Linked DNA regions of Nothobranchius furzeri: region 2 is linked to region 1. Evidence: chromatin contacts called from public Micro-C data. All regions are on one chromosome and are shown on one strand. The core of a region is the stretch at or near the end of the contact, and the rest is flanking DNA. Distances in the headings are between cores, read along the strand shown.

The links. A called contact is a pair of places that touch in the nucleus more often than the background predicts.
Region 2: a contact with region 1 is called in a Micro-C map of tail fin, with 19 times the contacts expected there. The contact joins the promoter of naa20 here to the promoter of col12a1b in region 1. A contact is called at or near these places in 2 of 2 Hi-C or Micro-C datasets (skeletal muscle and tail fin).

What each region holds. Positions count from the first base shown.
Region 1 is chr2:17,286,846-17,293,609 of NfurGRZ-RIMD1, forward strand. col12a1b (collagen, type XII, alpha 1b) reads left to right here and starts at 2,253. Exons shown (of 76, transcript XM_070544698.1): 1 at 2,253-2,447; 2 at 2,838-2,950; 3 at 4,718-4,834; 4 at 5,516-5,659. The coding sequence starts at 2,875.
Region 2 is chr2:17,424,735-17,431,148 of NfurGRZ-RIMD1, forward strand. naa20 (N-alpha-acetyltransferase 20, NatB catalytic subunit) reads left to right here and starts at 5,117. Exons shown (of 6, transcript XM_015948264.3): 1 at 5,117-5,231; 2 at 5,450-5,474; 3 at 5,572-5,662; 4 at 5,738-5,873; 5 at 5,948-6,093; 6 at 6,160-6,371. The coding sequence starts at 5,179. The coding sequence ends at 6,245. crnkl1 (crooked neck pre-mRNA splicing factor 1) reads right to left here. Exons shown (of 14, transcript XM_015948263.3): 14 at 6,314-6,414.

The DNA of each region.
Region 1 (6,764 bases), core at 1,003-3,502:
CTCGATGATCTACTTTGTTGTCTCACATGATTGGTGGCCAGTGAGGAAGCGGAGCCTGGGGACTTTGGGTTGGGCTCTCCAGTCTGATGCTGAGGTCACTGAGGTGGACAAAAAGCTTCTCAGTGCAAGGCTCTGGAGGTGAAAGAGATCCGCCCAAGTACCTTAAGGCTCTGGATGTTGTAGGGTTATGTTGGCTGACACGGCTCTGCAATATTGTGTGGACATCGGGGGGCAGTTCCACTGTACTGGTGGTCTCCTTATTTAAAAAGAGGGACTGCAGGATGTGTTCCAACTAATGGGCGACCACACTCCTGAGCCTTCCTGGTAAGGTCTTATCAGGGATTATGAAGAGGAGAGTCCAATGGATTGTCTAACCTTGGATTCAGGAGGAACTATGTGGTTTTCATCCTATCTTGGAACACTGGACCAGCTCTACACCCTTAGAGGGTCCTGGAGGGTGTGTGGGAGCTCGCCCAACCAATCTACGTGTGTTTTGTGGATTTGGAGAATGCGTTCAACTCGTCCCTTGTGAGGCCCTTTGGGGGGTACTTCGGGAGTATGGGGTACCAGGACTGATACGGGCTGTGTGGGTTTCTGTATGACTGGTATTAGAGCTTGGTAGTGGGTACCCCATACCAAGGGAGTTTTCCTCTCCACTGTCGCTTTATGCTTGCTTAGTATGAGGATTGCTGTATAGTCACTGTCACTAGTCAGTGACTTGATGCAATTTGCTGGGTTCCTTATATAGGAAACATTATTTCTGATTGGCTTAATGAACTGACCTGAATTGGAATGTTTATTATGTGAAGTGCCTTGAGACGACTCTTGTCATGATTTGGCGCTATATAAATAAACTTGAATTGAATTGGTCTGCATTGCCGGCAGTAAGTCGGGCTCATTTCTCGCGAGAGTTGGAGTCTCTCTTTTTTTTTTTTTTTTTTTGCAGATGATGTGGTCCTGAAGACTTCATCAGAACGTGATCTCCAGCTCTCACTAGAGTGGTTCGCAGCCAAGTGTGAAGCTGCTGGAATGAAAATCAGTTCCTCTAAATCGGAGACCATGATCTTGAGTCGGAAAAAGGTAGAATGCATTACTTGGTTATTTTTTTGACACAACAAAATAGTTGTTTTACCTTGTTTTTGCTGATATTTAGAACCAAGTAACACAGTTAGATGAAATGTACAGAATGAACGTACAAAATACGTTTAAATGAACTCTGAACTACTGTGCCACAGTCACCCTCCTCACCTTCGCCCAATATGGATAAGGTGCCACACCATATGTCTGATTTTGTGGAAAAGAATAATAAAATGTGTTCTCTAGTTGGGTAGGCACCTTCCACAGTAGAAGTAAATGGGGGTTAATGGAGACCCATCCAAGATGGTGTGCGGTCACTTCAGCACCAGTCCAATGGTCTGTGCTCCAGAGAACAGCTGATCAATGACCTGACCTGTATTGGAATGCTTACTGTGTGAAGGTCCTTGAGACGACTCTGGTCCTGATTTGGAGCTTCATAAAAAACTTGATTTCAATTGAACCATGAAAACGAGTCCCACTCAGTGAGTGTAGAAAAGAAGTCATAATGGTGCGCTGGGTGTAGCAGCTGTAGGCCTGGGGTACTGACTGTGTAACACTGCTTTTATGTTTGTTTTAGGGTTAGGATTAGGGTTGGGCAGCAGGTTAGGGTTAGGTACAACACCGGCCCTCCAGGACCAGGATGGAATAGCTCTGCTGTAGGCTGTGTACGTATATGAGTCACTCTGCGTTACTCCAGTTGGGTTTTGAGTGAGGAGACCCACCCATTATGGCAGCGATGCTGTTACGCTCTCCAGCACCCAGTGGAGCATCTACGTATTCATGTCTATGGTTTAGGCCCGAGGCCTGGTTCGGGTCGGTTCTGGCTGGGAACAGGAACATCTGGACCTGAACCCGCATGCTTAGATGCCTGATTGGCAGAACAGATCGGGACTGACGTCTTCGGCAGCTGATGAAGGTTCTCCGCAGCCTGGAGGCTCGGATTATTTTACGTGATTAATGGCGACATTAGGCTGCCCTCCAGGTGAAAGGTCATTTTTGGTTTACTGACCTTTCTGCGCCCCCTCCCCAGCCCTCCCCCAATAGCCGCCTTTGCGCCGCTGTCACGCAGCCGAGGCGCACAGGAGCTCTCCATCAGCGGAAAGGAATGCGCCAATCTATGTAAAAGTTTCCTAGTGAGAGAGAGGCTGCCAACCCTTTCCAGAAGTCAGGGTGGAACGGCTGGATGTCGTCAGCGCTGTTTGCGGGGCTGGCCGACCTGGGAGCTGCCCTCCCGTTAAGAAGCAGATCGTCTGGAGACTCGGCTCACTCGGAAAAGGATCGCCGACGCGTCCAGAACCACCAACCCTCCCTTTTCTCAGACTTCAGCTATTTTTTAACAGATCTAAACCATCCAACATTTCCATCTGCAGGTCAGTCCCGATCCCGATCCTGATCCTGATCCTGTGTCTCTGGGGAATCTCAGGTGAAGAGAATGTTTTTTGCTAGATTTGTTGACTGTTATTTGATTCTGTTTGCTTTCTGTGACATTAGTTTGGATTCGCTGAACGCGGTGACTATGGGCACCGCGGTGCGTAATTGCGCACGGTGCCAAAGTGAACTCTTAGGTATAATTAATCAGATAAAGATAAGAACTAAGCCTTGTGGTATAATGTGTGATGAGATGTTCTCCACTAGGCTGGACCGCTTGAGTTCTGCGGACATCTGCTGTTCTGATGTGTTTTTAGTCCTGCTAGATTCGGCATGGCTCCGTTCCACCGTGGTACCACCACGTCTGATCAAATCCACCCGTTTTCTCTCAGTTTTCATGAATGTTCTGCTGAAGCAGAGGAGCTGAAGATGAAGATCAGACTGTCTCTGGCAGCTGTGGTCCTCCTGGCGCTGCTGCTGTCCTCCTCTCAGGCCCAGGAACAAGGTAAAGCTCCCCCTTCTCCTCCTCCTCACCTCCTTAATCCTTCACATCTGTCTTCCATTTCATCTCAACCTCTTTGCTCCAAAATGTAAAAGTGATTTAGTTTGAATAAAAACGTGACAAAGAAACGTGTGACTGAACTGGTTTTTCCTTCCAGCCTTCGACTTTTTCCAGATTTCTTCATCAGAAAAACAGCCTGCTGTAGATTTATGGACTGAAGCGCTTTTCCAACCAGATGTTGTCTCTAAATCAGCCTAAGCCCGTTGGAGCAGTGACGTCAGCAACTCCTGAGCACAAAAGAAAGTCACGTGGCAGGGTCTTCTCTTTCCTCTAGTTTTAGGATTTGTCAAGTCTGTTTTCACTTTGGCTTCGAAAGAAATCACATCTAGTTGGTTTTAGAGGAACTTTAATCCGAGCTGGCCGCAGTTACGCCCTTTCAGCAGCAGGAGGCGCTCCTGCTCTTTTTCCTGACGAGATGGAAAATTAAAAGTCTGGCTTTCCCACATTTCCCAGAAGTTTGACTGTTGCTGTGTGAAGTTTGTGCGAAAGAACAAACAGGAAACCCAGAAAAGTGCGGTAGAAGACTTTCTCTCTCCTCCCAGAAGAATTTATGACCTTCTGGGGGAGGCGGGGAGGTGGGGGACCCAAAGCTTAGAAAGATGAAAGGACAGGTAATAAAAGCAGTTTGGTCAAGGGTTAAAAGGGGTGGGGTCCACAGGCCAGCGTCAGAACCGTCTCCTGCAGGACTTGGATTCACCAGGTTGGTGGCTCCTTCGTTTTTACTGTCCTGTGATCGTCTGGGTCAAGCCTGACTGGGTCTCCGGACCTCGAGTCTCGGCTTCACAACAATATTTTCTACTGATGCTCTTCGGTCCTACTGGTTGGTGGTCTAGTCCGCTCCGTTAGCTAGATGATCCTGTGCTCTTCCTGCTGCGGATCTGTGGTTCCCAAACCAAGTAGCCCAGAAATGTGTGATGTAGCCAACAGGACTGGGGTTGGACCGTGTTCTCTCAGAAACATTTAGGATTTTTCTTTAGCTGTTCTAACAATCATGCTATATAATAGCTTCAGTTTTATTTTGATTCATCTCAGGGCCCCTGTAGAGCTCTTGGTGACCCGCTGTGGGGCCCCGAGCCTAGCATTGGGAACCACTACGGAGCTGTGAGGAGAACCAACGGCAGTCTAGAGAAGGTAGAAGGAAGAGACGACCTGACCCAGCAGACTGGTCCTGTAGAAGCGGACCTCTAGCCAGACAGGCTCTGAGAAAACCCCAACCAGAAGAACATCAGTGTAAAATATTTCAGCCCCCTTGTGGGCCCGTGTGTACGTGGACACGTGTGTGTGTGTGTGTGTGTCTGCTGCTCCAAGTTGTTGGAAACAACTTTCCACGTACACGTGCATGTTCACCCAGCTCTGAAGAACCCTGAACACAAAGGATGCACCAGTGTACTCGTGCACTCCTTTACCAGGTTTAGCAGTGGAGACCAGAAAAGCCTTCTTGGTGGATCCTCCTTGCTCCATTTTGGCTTCTTTGATTTCAGTCATTCCTCTGGAAAAATGGAGTGTATCCAAATTTCAGATGTTTATTTTCCTTCCCGTTGTTGTTGTTTGTGACGTCAGCCTCATGAGCGTTGTGTGTGGCCCCTTCTGCTCCAACAGTCGGCTCGTCTCTGACTTCCTCCTGGAAGTGTGGACTGTTGGGTCTGAGCATCACATACAAGCCCTCCTAAAAGCTGACCATTAACGCTGACCATGCTTCTCTCTCCACAGTCGACCCACCAGCAGATCTGAAGTTTCAAATTCTAAATGAGAATTCAGTAAAAATGACGTGGAGCAGATCGCGGTCACGGACGGAAGGCTACAGGATCCAGGTGGCCTCCGCCTCAGGTGGGTGCTTGTGTCACCTGCATGATGTGCAACACGAACTTCCCTCTGCAGACAAGTTTCCACCTGCATGCGTTGAATTCTGGGAATTTTGACGCTACAAGGAGAAGGAATGTGACTGGGTGAAGATGCCAGCGGATTTACGGCTGTAGCTCAGGAGTGTCGTATCGTTATTATAGGGCGACGGTGGCACAGGAGTTAAGACCCCGCCCCCTAACCAGAGGGCTGCAGGTTCCAGCCCAGTCTGTTGCAGTTGTGTCCTTGGGCAAGACACTTACTCATGTTGAGTGCTGGTGGTGGTCAGAGGGACCGGTGGTAGTTTATCACCATCTGTGTGTGTGTGTGTGTGTGTGGGGGGGGGGTGGGGGTGGGGGGTGGGGGTGGGTTAAGGTTAAAAGAAAGGACTTGTAACTATTTTCTCATGTCTGATGAACGTGTTGAAGTAACGTTCTGCTGCAGCGAGACCCTGTTGTTTACTCTCGTTGTTTACATTCTTCTAAAGCAGAACTCAGATGCTGGAGAGAATAATGGTCAGAGATTTTCTGCAGCTTTCAGCGTTTATTAAAGGTTTATGGTGGATAGTTTTCATTAAAGTGTTTATGCAGCTATTCCAGTCGTGAGGTCAGCCGTCCTCCAACTTCAGGTGACATCATGGCTTCCTTCTGAATTCACGCATTCTTGCAGGAGAAGAACCCCGAGAGTTTTCTGTGGCTCCGACTGTAACTGAGCTCTCCATCCCAGACCTGAGCCCAGATGTGGACTATGTTGTCACCGTGGTGGCGTTTGCCGGATCAGCGGAGAGTCTACCCGCCTCTGGCCAGATCACGCGTGAGTCACCGTCTCCGTTACTGAGACCACGTGGAAACTCTCGCCAGACACACAGCAGGTGTTCCTGCAGCTGTTTAACCAATCACAGATGTCCTTCAGCTGAGGTCGGGAGGTGTTCCTCACAGCTCCTACTTTAATCTGGCTTCATGGACGCTGATTTGGTCCTTGATGTCAGAAACTTTATTTCCACAGAAACTATAAAGCCAGAGCCACCGATGATTGATGTTTTTCATTTATAAAATCAACAGAATAACCAAGAAAACATTTATTTTAAAGGTAAAGTGATCAAAGCCTTCAGGTTGTTCCAATCATGATCCTGGTTCTGGTCTTCAGGACCTCACATGGACTAGTCATGGTCCACCGTTCCCAGGATCCACCCATTTCCCTCTGTACTATTCTCTCTCTCTCTCTCTCTCTCTCTCTCTCTCTCTCTCTCTCTCTCTCTCTCTCTCTCTCTCTCCAGTGTTTCCCCTAAGAATTTTTCCAGCTGTGGCGGCGGGGGTGGGGGGCTTGGGGAGAAATTATGACACGTCTCTAAATAAAGTAAAAATTTCCAGTGCAGAGAGGGGACAACCCATAGAAGCACTGATTTGATCTAATTTCAGAGAAAAGTAGAACAGGTTAAATGTACCTAATAAACAAAATTACTAACAAACTCAGGAATCTGTTTCTTTGCTTCACTGTTCTGGTGCTGAGAATATCACTAATGCGGATCAAAGGAGATACACAGATGAATGCACCTCTTATTTATTATTTGGAGACTACATTTACTGCAGCTGGCAGAGGCAGAGATTTTTTCTATTGATACACGGAATTTACAGAATCATTTTAAATTTTAAGAGGGGAAGACTGAAGGAGGGAGCGGTAAAATACAGGGGGTCCCCAGCAAAAACAAGAAACTATGAGTCTGATGAAACCCGCTGGTTTTCCATCAGGCAGTCACGGGGCAGCTCCAACGACCCAGTGGCTCTGCTGGGTCAATGTTATCGAGCTCAGTCTGGCTCGGCCGTGAACGAGCCGAGGCGACGTCGTGCTCTGCTTAAGAAGAGGCGTTATTTTCCCGCTTCAGAAGAAGCGTCCAACGTGTTTTTACGCTTTCTCCGAG
Region 2 (6,414 bases), core at 3,867-6,366, 140 kb after region 1:
GCTCGTTAAACAACAACAGACAGCTACAACTTATAAGCTTGACTCTCCCATGTTCCAGTTAGAATGGACAAAGCTCCTCAGATGAGAAGAGAAACGTCTTCAAGAAACCAAAGAAGTCCAGTTGCCTTCATCTGAACCCTTTTGGATTACCATGACCAGGATGAGCGAGAACCTTCAGCAGCATACTGCCCAGGTATTGAACACATACTGAGTATTGTATTGGTGGTATTGTGTACCAGGATAATGCCAGTACCAGTCAAACTGAGGAGGTCTACACTCTTACTGCAGAGGGGATGAATGACCTACGGCAGCGTTCTGTTTTACATCTGGGATGTCTCAGTCTGCCTCTGAAGGAGCTGTCCATGGTCTCCACAGTAGAATGCAGTGGGTGGGAGGGGTTTTTTAAGATGGAGGTCATCTTCCCCAGCATCCTCCTTTCACACGTCTCCTGATGCACAGCAAGCATTTTATTTGTGGACGGAAATGACAGGAAACGTGGGTTTATAGGTAGCGAACGCATGAAGAGGCGGAGGACAATGAGAGACAAATTTGTCTGTGTTAAAAAGTCTCTTATATACAAAAAACACATTATAAACACACTATCTTGGACCGGATACATGACAAGATACCACAGAACAGCTCTACGCCCTCTGTTGTCCTGCTGGGGAATTGCTTTGCAGCACTCCCCAGGAGACGGAGAAATATGAGAGCAAAACGCTTCCGTCAATCCATGCGTGTCTATCCGTTGCGGAGCTGATGGAGAAGCATGAATCAGCCTTAAGAGAGCGCCCTTCCGGCGTCTCTGCCTCTTTATGTATACAGGTGTGTCACGTCACACAATCAGCCGATCACATTACTGCATTCTTCAACAAAGCATATAAAATCAAAATCAGCATCAGAAATGAATATTAGCACATAATCACAATACATAAAGTCCCTAATGCAAACAAAACATCCACAATAAATAGTCCAACACCCACACTTGCTTGTATTCATAAACATTCTGAGAAAAACAGGATAGTACTTCATGTACTAAATAGAGTTTTTGTAAATCTAAGCAACTATGACTTGGACGCAGGTTGAGTTAGTTAGTGGTAGTGGTTAGCACTGTTGCTTCGCAGCACGAAGGTTGCAGGTTCGAAACTCGGCTGCGGCCTTTCTGCGTGGAGTTGCGTGTTCTCCCCATGAATGCGTGGGTTTCCTCCGGGTACTCCGGTTTCCCCCACAGATCACAACATGCCCTATAGGTTATAAATTGTAAGTCGCTTTGGATAAAAGCGTCTGCCAAATAAATAAACATAAACATAAACCTGCACCCAATCTCCAACCTGGTTTCACGGTCAAGGACCTGAAGGACTTTGCGGGGACAATATCAGCTCCTTGACAATTGGACAACTGCCTCAACACGCCACGGAAGGACCCTGAAGTCCTCCCATTGAGAAGTTGAACTTTGCGCTTCATGTTCCGAACTATGTTATTACGCTCCGGACCTGGACTTCAAGGTACCTGATCAATGGAAGAGGACCCTGACTTTCAAATCTATTCTCCAACCGGGACTCTCAGTCTGGGGACAAGCCCTTTGATGAAGAACGCCTGGTTTGCCTCAGCTCTGCCATAGTTAGAGCTGCGTAAATTAATATTACACCTTCATTTTTCCTCCTTCACTGAAAGAGGTGGCTTATCAGATTTCTGGTCCTGCAAATTTATTCTGTTTCATTTTATTGTATGATGGCCTGAAAGGACACCCCTCATAAATAAAATAAATTTACACATAATTTTTTAAAGAAAGCCATTTGATTGGGTGGACCTAACACACACAAAAATGGCAAATAATTACACATGTCTACAACACTGTTAGAGACTCATTTATCCCAGCAAAAGAAAGTTGATGTTGGGTTGGCTCACTCTTTAAGACAGATGTCTTTCTCATGATTTCACATTTATTTTCTCTGAAGATGATCTTCAGTTCTTCTCTGAAACATCTAACAGATCTTAATGTTTATGGAAACCCGGGAGCTAAATTGTGTCAGCACAAAAACATCTAGGGTTTCTGGTTATTAATGTGTCTGAGTGTCACACGTTTAATGTTCCCCTGAATGCTTTTCCACACATCTCAGCCCAAATAGCCACGTGACTGAAAAGCTTCACCACCTGCTTCTCATTACTCTAATGGGTTATTCACGGCAGCTGCCAGCATATAAAATCTGCTTCTTTCAGACTGAAGAGAAAGCCAGCTCTTTGATCAGATCTCACGTAGAGGTTTTTGTCATCGGATGAGACGTTAGAGTTCTGAGCAGATGATCGCGTGGCCACAGACCAAACATCATCTGGTATGTGTACGGTCTGTTCATAAGCTGGATCCGACTTTGTGGAGTGATTTTTCATTTTAATTTCTGTTACAAGCAAAGTTATTCTATTTCTCAAAAGGAGGAAGGCACCAACAGTACACATTTTCTCTCAACTTTGAAGAAACAAACCCCTGAAAATAATTCTTTAGGACCTTAGTGGCTTAGCACATATTTTGCCCAAGATGGCAACAAAGCTTCCTCAGTCTCTGCCTCACCCTTGTTTACCTGGTGATCTGCCTCACTCTTTTTTACCTGGGTGGTCTGCCTCACCCTTGTTTACCTGGTGATCTGCCTCACTCTTGTTTACCTGGGTGGTCTGCCTCACCCTTGTTTACCTGGTGTCCCATAAGGTTCTGTGCTGGGGCCTCTGCTCTTCCTCCTCTATCTGCTTCCTCTTCAGCACATCCTGAGCTCCTTCAAAGGAATATCCTACCATCTTTATGCAGATGACATCCAACTGTACTTCTTCTTTAAGCCCCATTAGATGTCTATGCTGCAGCTGTTACACACCTGCTTAGACTCTATCAAAACCTGGATGGCTGGGAGCTTTCTACAGCTGGATGAAGATAAGACTGAGATCCTCATCTGTGCCCCAGACAAGCTGGTTCCCAAAGTCAGAGACTCTCTTGGTCAGCTTGCTTCTCATACCAAACCTTCCGTAGGAGTCTTAGTGTGACCTTTGACCCAGCTCTCACCCTGGATTCTCGTGTCAGTTCTCTTGTTCGCTCTTCCTTCTTCCATCTCAGGAACATTGCTAAGCTGAGTCCCATTCTGTCCCACTCTGAACTTGAGACAGTTATCCACACCTTCATCTCCTCACGCTTAGACTACTGTAACTCTTTTTTCACGTGTCTGAGCAGAACCTCCCTGAACCGTCTGCAGGTGGTTCAGAATGCCTGTGCTCGGCTTCTGACCAAGTCCTCCAAACACACCCATATCACCCCGCTTCTCCTCCAGCTTCACTGGCTGCCAGTCAACTTCAGGGTTCATTTCAAGATCCTGGTTCTGTTCTATAGGGCCTTACATGGACAAGCACCATCTTACATTGGTGATCTTCTTAGTCCCTACACCCCCAGCAGGTCCCTGAGGTCCAGTGACCAAAACCTACTGGTTGTGCAGCACCAGGCTAAAGACCAAAGGTGACAGATCATCTGCTGCTGTGGCCCCCAGACCCAGGAGCTCTCTCCCCCTGAGCCTGAGATCAGTGGACTCGGTGGTCTCCTTTAAAAAACAGCCGAAGACTCACTTGTTCAAGCTGGCTTTTGTATGACCTTTTTCACCACTCTCTTTATGCTCTCCCCACCTATTCCACCTTCCTCAGGATCCACTGATTTCCCTCTTTCCTATTCACTCTCTCTCTTTCTTTACATTTTAATCACAATTTTCTATTTTTTCCTCATTTAAAATATATTTTAAACACTTTCTAAATTCTTTTTTATATTTTTACATTTTTTGTTTTTGTGAAGCGCCTCGTGATTTATTTTGAGAGGCCCTATAGAAAAGATTTTCATATTTTCTTCTTCATCTTCAACTTTCTGGCCACTGACACACACCACTCACTCGCTTTCTTGATCTACGATGGTCCATTTACTTTGCTTTGCTTCTGTGCTCATAAGTATGGCTGTGACTCTTGACAGTGCCTTTGAAATTAAACAGGGAAACAGTTGAGAGTCATTGCCAAGGTCATGGAAAATTGCAGTTTGTGGGTTCAAACCAGGTTGTTTGTTTTGTGAAACAAGTCTGCCACCTGCTGGTAGGGGTGAGAGTCTGCTCCTCAGTTCAATGAGCCATGCTCATGGATCAGGGCATTGGGTTTGGCAAAAATGGACCAGCCTTCACCCATTCATACCATACCATATACCATACAGCTGACCGAAGTGCTGAACGTTACTAACGACATCGATGAAATTTAACAAAATACTCACAGCTTAAAACAATTAGGTCAAACAAAACTACCACTGAGATACGGCATTTAAAACGTACACGAAGGCACAAATAGGTAATATATATGTATGTATATATATATATATATATATATATATATATATATATATATATATATACATTATATATATATATACATATATAATATATATATATATGTATATATAGGTACTTGTTTACCTGGGTGGTCTGCACATACATACAATATACATATATTATATGTATACACACACACACACATATATATATATATATATATATATATATATATATATATATATATATTATATACATATATTATATGTATACACACACACACACACATATATATATACATACATACATACATACACACACACATATATATATAAATATATATATATATATATATATATATATATATATATATATATATATATATATATATATAGCATTGCATTTTTGTACTTTGACAACATTAAATATTTATTTTCTAAATAAATATTTAGATCCCAGCTAAACATTTATTATGGAGCTATATCCAAATATTGAATTTGAAAAATAAATATTTAGCTGGGACCTGTCATTTGTTTGGAGGAAATTAAATATTTATTTCTTAACTAAATATTTTGTTTGTAAACAAAGCTTTAAATAAAATGTTTAAGTAAATTAAATATTTATTTAACACCAAGTGAAATAATCAGCTTGCTAACTAAATATTTGGTTGATAACTTTAACATGGTGAAAATCTGATCGTGAAAACTGGGCTCGTTTCCCTCCTGATTATGGACTACATAACCCAGAATCTGTTTTAAATGAGGACTCTTTGGCATCCACACCAGCAGGAGGCGATGGTGGGTGTTATGTCTTTTTAAGTTACCTCCTCTCTTTCCGGTTTGGGGTCAAGATGACGACGCTGCGCTCGTTTACCTGCGATGACCTGTTTAAATTCAACAACATGTAAGTGTGTGATAGTACCTGCTCAGTCTGGGCTCAGGTGTCTATATTATTGTTGTGTCCTTTGTTTTACCGGCGGAGTGAGCGCGTGCTCCGGCTTACGTCCCGTTGGTTGATTTATTATTAATAATGTAGCTATAGAAGACAATAACGTTAACAGGTGTGACGTGTTTCCTCTTGCTTTCCCGCACAAACATGTAATAAAATGTTTTGTTCATCAGAAACTTGGATCCTCTGACGGAAACCGTATCCTGACTCAGCAGAACGAACCCATGAGAACGGCTAATTCATGCTTAGGTTCAGCTGTTTCCTTGCTTGTTTTTCTTTAACCTTTGACCTCCAGTATGGGATCCCGTTCTACCTGCAGTACCTGGCTCACTGGCCAGAGTATTTCATTGTGGCTGAGGCTCCGGGTGGCGAGCTGATGGGCTACAGTGAGTTCTTCAGTTTTCTCAGTGAGTTGATGACGTCATCGCTGCTACAGCTTATCTGATTGTTCCTGTCACCAGTTATGGGGAAGGCGGAGGGATCTGTAGCCCGGGAGGAGTGGCATGGCCACGTCACGGCGCTGTCGGTGGCTCCAGACTTCAGACGGCTCGGCCTCGCTGCCAAACTCATGGAGATGCTGGAGGAGATCTCAGAGAGGTTTGTGCTGGCAATCAGACGGAAGAGCAGACGTCCCTCAGAGACCTGATGAGACACGTGTCCTTGTCCTGCAGGAAGGGAGGGTTCTTCGTGGACCTGTTTGTGCGAGTGTCCAACCAGGTGGCAGTGAACATGTACAAGCGTCTGGGTTACAGCGTCTACAGGACTGTGATTGAGTATTACTCGGCCAGCAACGGGGAGCCCGATGAAGACGCCTATGGTGTGTGTGTGTGTGTGTGCGCGTGCGTGCGTGTACATATCTCTGACCAACTGTTTCTTCCTGCAGACATGAGGAAAGCTCTGTCCCGAGACACAGAGAAGAAGTCCATCATCCCACTGCCTCATCCGGTCAGACCAGAAGACATCGAATAACAGCTGACCCTCACCATCATCACTTCCTGGTTACTCGTCACACCCAGAGACTGATTATAGAAAACACGTGGCTTCATGTTTTTATTTCCTGTAAATTTTCAATGAACATTTCCGAAAAATATAAAAGTGTGTGTGTGTGTGTGTGAGACAAATGAGCTATTTTAGTTCT